Linked DNA regions of Bicyclus anynana: region 2 is linked to region 1. A link is a contact called in public Hi-C data. All regions are on one chromosome and are shown on one strand. The core of a region is the stretch at or near the end of the contact, and the rest is flanking DNA. Distances in the headings are between cores, read along the strand shown. Region 1 overlaps LOC112043386 (calponin homology domain-containing protein DDB_G0272472). Region 2 holds the start of LOC112043386 (calponin homology domain-containing protein DDB_G0272472).

Region 1 (3,067 bases), core at 320-2,819:
TTTATGTCCCAGTTCTAAGTTTCCGTAGTCAACTAGGAACCCATATACCAAGCTGTGTTAAAAAAATAATTTATCTAACAAATATCACCATTATCGTCCACATCATGATTAACAGCCGATGGACGTCCATTGCTGGACATGGATAACAAATATATTAAATGCGAATGTCAGTTTGTTTGTCATACTAAACAGATTTTAAATAATGTCAAATGGTAAGCTATATTATCAGCTAGCGAGGATATATTTTATTCCCACGGAAACGGGAACTTGGTGAGGGAAGTCGCAGGTGCTTCGTTGGTAAGATTATTTAAAAGAAAGCATGGCATTTTCGTCAAGAGAGTTATATAAATAATATCAATTTAACAAATTAACCTTTACTTGTTTATAATATTAGTATAGAAAGGATTTTTCGTCATCTGAATGTCTTTTCTGTGGTCTTGTGAAGTCTTTCTTCATATCTTTCGGCTTGTTGGGTTTCAAATTGTTTCAGACCGCTCTTTGCTTTTAAAATGGATATGAATGCTGCTAGGTATTGTGTGTGTGAATTTTTCGCCATTGTTGTAAAATTTTGTAAAAACTATAATTAATGATATATTATAATGTCTACTTGATATCTATCTTTCTTTAATCGTGCGTCGTATGTTCTGCATTTTCTTATATAAGTATTTGTCTTTCAATAAATTTTAATTAACTAATCTATATTTCCTATTGACACATTATGTGCATGTACTTAATAAAATAATAGAAAACGAGTGTGTATAATTATTAAAGTAAATTACCAAAATTGAGTTTATGCTATAAGAAAGATGTGAAATGATACGAAAAAGTTAGTTAAGAATTTATTTTTGTGTTTTATACTTATGCCATCTTAGACTGCATCATCACTTACCATCAGGTGAGATTGTAGTCAAGGGCTAACTTGTAAAGAATAAAAAAAAAAAAATTATGCTCTCGTTCCGAAACTCACTAAACTGATTTTAATGAGGGTTTTTTTACAGGAGCAACACAATTATTAAGTACTTTATCTTTCATAGACTTTGTTTGATTTGTGTTAAGTACTGTATTTTTTTGGTATATTAATTCGCGAATACTTTCGGCGTTTTGGACGAAGAAACAGGCATTTCGTTCCGATTACTATTTAGAGCAATGCCTCATTACTTCGTTGCGTTCTGTTACGATGTCGCAGCGTCAGCGACAGCGCTGTGTCGTTTTCCATTTCCGTCCTTTTATATTTCAAATGACGTGCTATATTCATGGTTTACGACGCAGACGACGTTTAAAAGGACAAAAGACAGTACTCATTTGCTTTGTATCCATCGTTGAAACTGACTGGGTGCGTGCGTCGTCGTTGCACTGTCGTCATGCGTCAACACAGCGCAAGTGTAGCATAATACGTTGATCTTTTGCGACGACAACTAATGAGGCATTGCCCTATATTATGGAACTCGGAAACTTATGAGTTTTTATTTCTTTCCAGGTAGAAGAACGAAAACGCGCGATATGGGAGGCGTCCATCTCCCGTCGCGAGGCGTTGCTGCAACGCGAACGCGACCGCACCGAGCGGTTGGAGCGAGCGCGAGCGGCTCGCTCGTCGCCGCGACCAGCGTTCGCGTTCGGCTCGTCGACGCCCCGCTTGCTTGAGCCAGTCGACTCGGCTGGTTTCTTTTGGGCCGCGCGCAGGTATGCTTCCAATGTTATCACACCTATTGCTTTATATTGAACTAGTTAGCGATGTCACGTAAAGCTGCGTGCTCATTAGCGAGCTACTACTGTCACCGAACAGACATTCAAGTATTAGAGCTTGAACAGTCGTTGAAACACCAAATTGAGTAGACTGAACCGCTACGATTACGCTTGTACGCTTAATACGATATTTGCTCACAGCAGAACAATCCAACTTTCGGCTCGCTGTGAGCCGCTCGCAAACGTTGTCGTTGTGTTCGCAGCGTGCTAATGAGTCAGCGGCTTAATAAAACGAATGTTTTTTTTTGCGAATATCGCTATTTCTTAGTATATCCTAAATCTCTTGTTTTGAAATAAAAGCCGCTCTCGAGTTTTAGCGCGACTATCGATCAGAATGATCTTCATTTTGCGGAAGTTAGTCATTACACTTGAGTTGGGTCTGGAACTCTGTTAGCTTAGGTAAGCTGAATATCTTCAAGGCAAGAGTGAATATCTTCTAGACAAGCACACTGGGACCACATCCCCACTTACCATCAGATGAGATCGTGGTCGAGACTCGAGAGCGAGCCTGTTTCATTGGAATTAATTTTAAAATCAGTATGATCAACAAACAAATTATTACTTCATTCTGCTATTCTACGGTATCTAATCCTGAGAAGAATATAATCTTTAATCGTGTTCAAGTTCAAATGTTTCGAGAACTAAATGTTCTCTTCATTGCAACACATGGAAAAGCAGCTTTATTCCCTTTTAGTGATTTTTTTTATTTATAGTATTAGTTTTTAAGGCCTGTTTAGTTATTATTATGGGTGCCGGGTTATTTGTTGAACTCGGTCGAAGCATTTTTTTACGTTTATTTTTTACTAAAATTGACAAAATGATGAAATTTTATGAACGCTGTTTTTTTTAATCGGACTGTAAAAAATAAAAAAAATGCTTAGTCCGATTATTTATTATAGTTATTTTATTTGTTTTTTTTTTTTCATTTTGCACTAATTTTATTTTTTGTTTTCTCACCTCCAGTACCAACCCCATAGATCAGATGAACTTTTTTGAATCACTGTAAGCAGTTTCGACGTTTTTTTTCTGTTGTTTTTGGTTATGTTCTGTCAATTTTTTTATTAATTTTACTAATATTTTTAAATTATCTTATAAGTTTTGAGTTTTGAAGTAATTTTTAAGTAGTTTAGTTTGATACTTAACTAATCGCAAGTTTGTTTGTATTGTATATTAACAATTAGTATTCTGTAATTTTATTGAATTGCCTTATTTGCATGGTTTTTCTGCATGCAACATTTGTATGAACGATATGTTTATTTTTGTATTATTTCCATAGATTATATTATCGACAGACAGATCTACTATTAATTAAGCTATTATATAG
Region 2 (3,067 bases), core at 279-2,778, 45 kb before region 1:
TTTTTGATAGACTATTATTATAGATTTTTGTTTGTTAAGAGTTAACTCAAAAACTTACACTACTGATTTTAGAAATCCACTCTTTACTAGAAAGCTACATCTGTAACATATACAGAGTGCTCGGGAGTATTTCCCATAACTTCAAGGTGTCGACGAGTCCACATAAAGGAACCGAACTGCATAACTAATATTTTTTTTTAACTAATAAATAAAATCTTTTTATGTCTTCAAACATTAAAATACGTAAAACTTGGCTACGTCATAATTATAAATATGTATTAATGTACGTCATTATATAAATTTATTATTATGTATTAATTTTCGTTAAAGAGTAACCCCAGAGTTATAGGAAATACTGCCAAGCACCCATTATAATCAAAACTACTATTCCGGTAAAACCATGGTCAAGTCTGCTAGTAATATACATATAATTAAGTATAAGTCCTAACAAATCTGTGCCTCCTGTGATATCCTGTCCTTGTTGTACTTTTAATTAGAAATCTTGCTCTTTGTATTACATTCTAATGTATATTGTAAAAAAAATTGCTAAATTTGTAAAAAAAATGTTTAATACTGAAACAATGTGGGATTTCACAGTATTGTACGTGCTTTGTGTTTTTATTGTTTTTAAAACTATAATTTTGCAAAACTCACAATCTTTGTTTTGTATGACAATAAATTACATAATTTTAATTAGGTTTTTAGGTAACCTTACTTACACTTACTTATTTTTATTATAATGGTCTCTGATCCGGCATTAGAAATATATACCCTCAAATGTTTTAGCGATGATAAATAATATTTACAGAGACACATTATAAAGAGGTTGCCTATTATACTTAAGTTAAAATGATTGTTTTTTAATTAATAATTTACAAGGTCAAGTAAAAAAAAAAAATAGTAAAGAACTAAGAATATTATGTTGATTCTGTTACACTGTTCTATCTCAAATTTATTTGTTTATTGAATCCTCATAATGTTATAGAAAAACAATATGTAATTGATTTTCCACCAGCCTAAAATTTGTATGTACACAATATTTGTAATTTTGGGGATTGTGAATGATAATTACAATTGTAAATAATGTTTTTTTTTAAAGAGCAACCACTGAGTTTCTTGCCGGCTCTTCTGCCTTCCGAACCGGTGGTAGAGTCACTACACAATTAACAGACAATAACAAAATAAATAGATTTAAATATATTAAAGGCTTTTCTTTTCCTTAAAATCTAACAAGTAAATATAAATTTAGGTGCACTAGTAGTGTAAGAGAAAACCGGAAATTTCTAAAATCGGTACATTAAAAAATCTTCAACAAGTGTGTGTGTTCAGCACTAATTTCTCTAATTACGATTTTTGCACATCCCTAATTTTACTACGATTTATATGCATGTGTTGAATTAGAAAGAGATAGGACTTTCCCCCCACATTTAATTTTTTCCCAAGTGTAAAAGAGAGGTCCGAGAAATTTATGAATGACATTTTTATACACACATACAAAATTTCTAACCAGCACAAAGCTTTGTTCTGAGTCAGAGGTCTGCTTCATTTGTGGTCTGTGACGATATCTTTCAAAATTAAAATCAGCTGAATACGCCGAGTAATTTTAATAAACTAAACTATTATATAAAGTGCCTGTAGATTTCATGGTGATTCATTGTATATTTTGAGTGGTTTATTTTTTTGGAATAGCGGTTTAAAGTTTTATTGACGCCATCTTCAGAGATTGTTCGCCAATCGCCACCAATCGCCGTTCATACGTCGCTGGCAGTGAACGGAACGAAGTGCCGTCGCATAGATCGTTGGCTGGCCGTGTCTGGCTGAAAATAGTGAACGAAGTTATGAGTTTTCGAAATATGTTCGAATAAAAAAAGTGAACAGTGAGTGACTGTCATCCAGCAAGATGGTTGATGACGTGAAAGATATTACCGAAAAAGCTGAAAGTAAAGGTATTGTGTGCATTTAAAATCGATACGTGCCGTTTTAGTGTGAAATGTGATCGAAACCGTCTAACCCTAAACCGCGTCGTGGCCCCACGTCGTGGGCTCGTGTACAGCTTTCGAGAATGTCCGCAGTGGATTGTTGCCGACGCAATCCGATGTTTTGTTTTTCATCCGCATTTGGACGTCTTTTGACGTCGTGGTATGTTCTAAAATTAGCTAAACGACCACCAGGCGGTAGGATCTACGCAGGGATGTGCATTAAGCGCTCCGCCCGAGGAGCTGTCATTTGGTCATTGATGGTATTATCCAGCCGGATTCCTTGCCCAGTTACCGTTATATCATATCTATGTATCGTAAAACTGATAAGTATTGTCGCAATTCGATCATTTACCGCATAGTGTCGTGCAAAAGTCGACTGTAAATGTATAAAATGTACCAAATGTACCAAATGATGTGTTCCTTGAGTCACACACTATCAATTTGTAGGCTGACGTAAGTGGTATGTTTTAGCATAGCAAGTGCATACAATTTTCGTTAATACACACAGACACATACAGATATGTAGAATGCAGGCTTTCTATTATGTAGGTACAATCTTATCAGTCTTCAATCCTATATAAAAATTTTCCTGATTATATTGTCATCAAAATTGCATGTCATATCTCATATATTGCATATGATATTTATGTAGTGACTAGTGTATGATACAAAGTGATTAGCTAGAATTATCTATTGGCTTATGTTTTCTACCCATACCTTTATATTAATGTTTAAACAATGACTAAACATGAGAATGACATTAATAACTCCATAAACATCCTTATTAATTTTTTTTTTACCTGGCACCTAGCTACAAATTATGTGTTACAAAATATTAAATTAGACAAAATATTAACATCCCTACACAATAAAAGATCTTGACAATCATCTTTGTAGATTAACATTAATGAATCTAAGTTGGTGATATTAAACAAAAAATTATAAATATCAAAACTAAAAATGGCTTCATATGTGGCTATTTAAATGTTGTTATGTAGGTGTGCGAGGAGTACCTGTAAAATCTCTCATAAAGACCTCACTAGTACTCTACCGGGAACAACCAGGGTTCTGCTCTAAGTTTTCTCTAT

What was found. A called contact is a pair of places that touch in the nucleus more often than the background predicts.
Region 2: a Hi-C map of whole body shows a contact between it and region 1, with 2.8 times the contacts expected there. The contact joins the promoter of LOC112043386 here to the enhancer-like site in region 1. A contact is called at or near these places in 2 of 2 Hi-C or Micro-C datasets (whole body and whole larva).

The regions. Positions count from the first base shown.
Region 1 is chr22:1,631,568-1,634,634 of ilBicAnyn1.1, reverse strand. It overlaps LOC112043386 (calponin homology domain-containing protein DDB_G0272472), which reads left to right. Exons shown (of 19, transcript XM_052888452.1): 4 at 1,478-1,680; 5 at 2,707-2,745. Among protein-coding and RNA genes, the nearest start is that of LOC112043386, 45 kb to the left of the region's middle. Within about 2 kb of position 1,569, at least 6 of the 8 cell types and tissues checked have open chromatin away from gene starts, as enhancers often do.
Region 2 is chr22:1,676,898-1,679,964 of ilBicAnyn1.1, reverse strand. LOC112043386 (calponin homology domain-containing protein DDB_G0272472) reads left to right here and starts at 1,528. Exons shown (of 19, transcript XM_052888452.1): 1 at 1,528-1,946. The coding sequence starts at 1,901.